Linked DNA regions of Lathyrus oleraceus: region 2 is linked to region 1. A link is a contact called in public Hi-C data. All regions are on one chromosome and are shown on one strand. Each heading gives the region's core, a stretch centred on a gene start, on an enhancer-like site or on the middle of the called end of the contact. The rest is flanking DNA. Distances are from core to core; before and after follow the strand shown. Region 1 holds the start of LOC127097967 (protein DETOXIFICATION 12). Region 2 holds the start of LOC127098009 (protein DETOXIFICATION 14).

The links. Hi-C and Micro-C count contacts between places; a contact is called where the count stands out from the background.
Region 2: a contact with region 1 is called in a Hi-C map of leaf, with 6 times the contacts expected there. The contact joins the promoter of LOC127098009 here to the promoter of LOC127097967 in region 1. A contact is called at or near these places in 2 of 2 Hi-C or Micro-C datasets (both in leaf).

The regions. Positions count from the first base shown.
Region 1 is chr6:475,142,720-475,145,959 of CAAS_Psat_ZW6_1.0, reverse strand. It overlaps LOC127097967 (protein DETOXIFICATION 12), which reads right to left and starts at 1,467. Exons shown (of 7, transcript XM_051036469.1): 1 at 1,026-1,467. The coding sequence starts at 1,319.
Region 2 is chr6:475,666,953-475,670,192 of CAAS_Psat_ZW6_1.0, reverse strand. LOC127098009 (protein DETOXIFICATION 14) reads right to left here and starts at 1,565. Exons shown (of 7, transcript XM_051036507.1): 1 at 1,145-1,565; 2 at 382-926; 3 at 137-223; 4 at 1-12. The coding sequence starts at 1,387.

The DNA of each region.
Region 1 (3,240 bases), core at 218-2,717:
TGTTAAATGAATTTATATCTAAATCTCAAAACCTTGATAGTAAGATAAGGGTGTCCAAACATATGTATATACATTGAAGGTGCATAACTTAATTTTCTTAGACTGAAATGAGATCACATTTATGGATGACAAATGGACATGAGCATCCCCTTAAAAAAAATTTAGAAGTGGCAAGAAATTATATCCGTCCTGTTTATGCTTGCGTCAGCAAAAGTCAATCAAAAAATAAGAGGGACATGTCTAAACTTTTATTAGGTCCGCCAAAACCTACTAAAAATGGGGTACGGGATGTCGAGTCCTACCACCCCTTAAGCCTAAACATGACAAAAAATAATTATGTTTGTATTGTTGATACCATCATCCGTCAAAAGTCTTAAAAAAAAATGAGGTGGAGCAAACAAAATAGATGGATAAATTTGAAATTTTTGTTCGATCTACCAAAATACGACAACTAAAAGGGCGGACCCGAACTATTTTTCCACCCCTAACCTAATTAGATTTAAAAAAAATTAATCCCTTAAGGAACAAGTTATCTTGACTTAAGTAAATAATTAATCCCCTGGATTAATTTAGTGAAGACTTAACTTCTGAGATTCGTTTTTAAAATCTCAAGTCTTATGTTCGAATTTATGTATTGGATCAATCTCATATAAAGTTTTATTCTGATTACCCTGCTAACACTGAGATTAATCCTTAAATTTGTCGGTCACAATTTCGACTTTTCAAAATAAAAAAATAAATAATATTATTGTCTAACTTCATAGGTGGCCAACCTCTTCATTACCCATTTTTAAATAATTAATTATATAAACCCAAACACAGCTAGATTAAAAAAATAAAAAATAAAAAAAATAAAAACTCTCACGTAACCTGTCGACAAAATCAAAACAACTTCATATTTGCTTCTATACTAAAAAACAAAACACACTTTTCATAAAAATAAAAAACTAACCTAATTAAAAAACAATAGAAACCACTCAAACAAGATAGTATCAGAAAAAGCAGAAACTAACTATACGCATTACCAGGAAGCTGAAACCAGTAACACCGGCGAAGGAGATAGCCATGGCGGCGCTAGATAGTTCGAGTTCCCCCAAATGACCAACTATCATGATAGAAACAACCTGCAACAGATACTGTGACAAAACCACAGCTACCATAGGACCTGATAAATAACAAATCCTCTTCATTTCCTTCCCGTAAATAGCCTTAGTAATTCCCTTCTTCTTCTTCCTCTCTTCTTCTCCATGGCTATCTGTTTTCAAAACAATCTCTTTTCCTAACAAACTCTCTTCCATGGCGGTTCTCTCTTGAGCCATATTGAAAGAATACACCAATATACAATATATAATTTGTAGAAGTTTTGTTTACATGAGTCACTCTTATTTGGCTGGCATTTTATAAGACTCAGATATAATAATACTATTATTCAATCAGTCACTCTCTCATTCTCTTAAGGACTGCATTAATTAGGCATCTTAATCAATTGATTCATTATTAATCCATAGTATACATACATGTACAGACAAGTAACTTTTTTTAAATATTTTTTTTAATAATAAGTTTTTTTTTGGTCAAGAATAATAGTAATTTTTATATATAATATATCTCAACAAACTAAACTTATTTAATATATTTAAGTTAAATATATTTATTAAATATTTTTTATTAATTTAAGTTTGACTTTTAATGGAACTTCATTTTTTTTTTAGATTTTAAAAATAATAAATTTGTTATTATTTTTATTTTGTTTATTAATTAGGGTAATGTACATAAGTTTAAAAATCCATTTATGGAAATTTTTTATTGAAAAATTTAATAAAATATTTAAAAATATATTTTTATTAATGTGAATGCATAATTTTTAATATAAGATTTTTTCTATTTATTTTTTAACTTGTATTTTAGGACACAAGTTAGCATTACTCGATGCACACAAATCATTCACAAGCTAATAATTCATGTTTATAAAATGACTTTTTATCTATAATAAATATTCATTAAATAAGGGTGTACATGAGTTGGATTGGATCGAATTTGACATAATTCGTTACCCAATCCGTTTAAATTTTAATGGATTGAGTTCGTTGTTCAACCCTCAATTTTTTTTTAAAAACCAACTGACTCGTTCATTTATGGATTATGTTGTGTTGGATTCGTATGTTCTGTTTTAAATTTTAAAAAAAAATAGTATAAAAAAGTTTAAAAGAATTCAAATTGGATGAAGAACATCACATAAGGTCTAAGAAAATTCATCTACAACATTCGATAATAGTATAAAATTTCACTATACACTTTATTTCCATAAATTACGTTAGTTGAAAATGACGTAAAAAAGAATATTTAGTCTTAGAATTACGTAAACTAATTGGCACAGTAGTATTTTTGATGGAGATTAAAACTTTTTTGGTAAAATTATGGTTAGTAGTGAAATATTAATTTTTCATTTTTATTTAAAATAATAATAAAAAATAAAAAATTACTAATGTCACATCAATGGGTTGAGTAAATGGGTATGCGGTTTGAGAAACTCAAACCTGATACCTGAACCAAAACTGTTTGGGTTGTTGCGGGTTGGGTTGGGCATACCTGTAAATGAATGAGTTCGAATAATTTATGGGTTCGTTCGGTTTGGGTCAGTGGGTTCACGGTTTCACCCGCACCCATGAACAACCCTACATTTTGTATTTGTCAGAAAGTACATATGTGCATGTCACCTCTACAAAAAGCAGAGATGCTCAGAGACCTAAGTAGGTATATTACACTGTATGGTGGTTATGACTTGTCCGAACGACGAGAAGCCCTGTACAGTGATGTTTTTGGTGGTTTAAGAGAACCTGCTCATATTAGGTGACATGCTAGGTATGAAGTGTTGTGCTTTAGGTAATATGTGTTAGTTAGAATTTGCCCCCTCTCTCCTTGGGGGAGAGATATTTATAAAGGTCTCTTGGACTTAGGGTTAGAAAACCCTCAGGGGCGGCAGCCGCTCCCTTATGACTAAGGGAAGTTGTTGACTACTTATTCTTCAAGGAATGATGGTGGACTCTTTTTCCTTTGACCAATGGTATTATACACGTCGTCAGTCTAAGGGCAAGCACCTATGTTCTGTGAGGATATCACCTAGGCGACATCACTTTTAGGCGAGGACACTTGAGCTGCCCTTCGTTCAGGACTCTCACAAATATAATACTAGATAGCCTTTCAAGCACGAGAAATTTGCTAAGGGAAAAATGTTTTCAA
Region 2 (3,240 bases), core at 316-2,815, 520 kb before region 1:
ATGATTGATAAACTGTTCACGAAAAATAACCGACGTTAACCATATGAATGCAGCCAATATTTGATTGCGTTACAATTAGAGTACAAAATTCAAAACACAAAATAATTCATAGTTGAAAGAGTAAGAAAAGTTGTACCATATCGATAAGACTGAAGTTTCAAGCTGTGGATTTGGTAGAAGACCGGAAAGAAGGACTAGGAGCTCAAACGACCACCATTCAAGGCTGAAACAATCAAATATGTAAGAAACAAATCATGGTTGAAAATCGACAAGAAAAATGAAGACTCTAATGTTGATACGATATCAGAGTAAAAATCTTTACACTCTCAACAAGTCACAAACAATCATATATGCAACTTTAAGAGAAGGGAACAAACTCACCAAATCATTCCTGCTGAAGGAATAGCGCAGCGAAAGAACTCTCCTATTCCAACAAACGACTCCATAGTAATTGGAACCCGAGTTTTTTCGCAATCAGAAGAGAAATTCATGTACAATCCAAGTATAATCACATTCAACCAATACGAAGTACCAATAGAAAACGCAGCTCCAAAGCAACCTAATCCAGATTTAAAAACCAGCAACCAGCAAAAAGCTACATGGAAGCAAAGTGTAACGGAAGAACTTATAACAAGTGGGGTTATCAAACTTTGCATCAGAAAGTATCTGACCAATGCTTGAAGTGTTGCAAAAGCAAATAAAGCAGGAATCATGCACATTGCAAATTTTCCGGCTTCTTGCGAAATCAAAGGGTCTTGACCAAGTAAAGTCAGTAGCTTCCCCAAGTTGAGCCATAATATTGAGAGAGGAACACAAACGAGAACAAGAGAAATGATACCGGTGTAGATTTGAACACCAACTCTTTTATATTGCTTTGCACCATAAGCTTGTCCACATATAGTTTCAAGTGCACAAGACATTCCATACTGTTTGATATATACCCAAAAAAAATGCAATTAGTTTCATATTCATTGGATCTCATGCAAATAATACAATACTAGCTCTCAAAATTAGCTTTTGTAATTTCAATATATTGAACACTAGTGTGATAGCACAATCAAAATGAGCAAGAACTAGTGACAAGAAAAATAAAATAGAAACACAAATACTAGAAATAAGCCAAAAATAGAAAACCAAGACTTACAAGAAGACTGAAGCCAGAAACACCGCAAAGAGAGATAGCAATGGCAGTACTAGAAAGAGCAAGTTTACCCAACCGACCAACCATCATCATTGAAATAATCTGTAAAAAATACTGCGACAGAGTCACAGTAATCATAGGCAAAGCTAGAAAACCAACATCTTTCACCTCTCGAACGAGCAAACCCCACGTTATGCTTCTTCCTAATTCACCTTCTCTATCTTTCTCTAACAAACCCTTTTCCATTATCTTCTACCTCTATATTATTGAAATTCAAATTCAAATAACACAGTTTTAAATGTGATGCGATGCGATGCTACAACTCGACGACGCTCGTTTGGTATTGTAGTGCAAGAATCTCGTAAGGGATAATGGTTTTAGTAAATACTAAAAATAGTACAATTTTGGCTTTTAAAGGTTGAGTTTAGGTTAGAATTTTGAAAGGGACGTTTCAAAAGCAGCTTTTGGATAAAGATGTAGGAGTATACCCTAAAATAATCACGTGCTAAGCAGTAGGTAGGCTTGTTTCAATGTTTGCCAGCCTGGATTGATTCCACAGTGACAAATATTTGACTAATTAATTTGTCGACATATATGCCCATAATAGTCCCACCAGATCCACTCTAGATGTGTTCGATTTAGATTTCTTGACTCAAATGTAATTAATTTATGAGAAAAATAGTGATGAACTTAAATTGTAAATTTATTTTATACTATCAACTAATGATGATCATGCATCCCGGTAAATCAGATTAAAAATTTTAAAATACTGATATGACATGACGAAATGATATTTTCTTATTGGATGACAGTGTAAAGTGCATCACCATTAAACTCTTAATTTATTTGTCTGAGTTATTTAAGCGGCGAATATAATTTAGGATGTAGAAATGTATACAGAGAAAAGATGAAAGAATTTTTTTCTTATTTTTTTATAATTAGTCTCATTAAATCAACGATATCTGATTTGTTAGCCGTCAAATCGAGCTCGAATTTGAAAGATAGATTCGTAACATATATATATCTAATTTTTTACCGTTCAGAATTTGAAAACAACGCCTGAGATGGGAGTTATCTGCTTCACACTGAAGCTGCATATTTGAGAAACAAAATTCAGTTTTTTTTATTCTTATTTGTAAGTTAGTTTGCTTTGTGATTTGTGGTTGTTAGCACTAATTTGTGAATCACTTTAAGACTCTCTTGTATCTTTAATTGACTATAGTGAAGTTATTTTTTGGTCTTGACGACTTGTGATTTTTACTCGTATATTGAGGGGGTTTCCACGTTAAAAACATCGGTGTTCTTTTGTGCATTTATTTGTTCGATTTGTCGTCTTATATTTATTTTTGATTCTCAAGGTTCCTACAAGTCTGAGGAATTTTATATCCACTGCGTATTGATCTGTTATTGTATCTTAATTTCTCATTGGAGTGACATCAGAGCTCTTGATTAAGGGTTGTTTTACTTGTTTAAATGATGGAGTCAAATAAAAAGATGAAGATGATATTGTTGAATGATTCTAATTACCATTTATGGAAGGACAAGATGAAAAACTTACTATTTATGAAGAAATTGCATTTACCGGTTTTTAGTTCCGCAAAGTCGGATTATGTGTCTGATGAAGAATGTGAGTTTGAACATCAACAGGTATGTGGTTTTATTCGACAATAGATAGAAGATAATGTTTATAATCATATTGCTAATGAGACATATACACAAACTTTGTGGGAGAAGATAAAGTCCTTGTATGCCTCTAAATCAGGGAATAATAAATTGTTCTTGTTGAATAGCTTCATAAGTTTGAAGTATAAGGAGGGAACTTCTATTTCAGATCACTTGATTGAATTTCCAGGGCTCCTTGATTACATGTCAGGAATGAGTATCAAATTTGATGATGAACTTTTGGGATTATTTCTATTGTTATCTTTACCAAAGTCTTGGGAGATGTTTTAGATTTCTATCACAAGTTCTGCTCCAAGAGGTGTTGTTTCTTTGGAAATGGCTAAGGGTGGAATTCTTAATGAGGAGATGGGAAGGAATGCACAAGGTTCTTCATCTTAACCCGAGGTACTTGTCACTGAAAATAGGGGGAAAGTCAT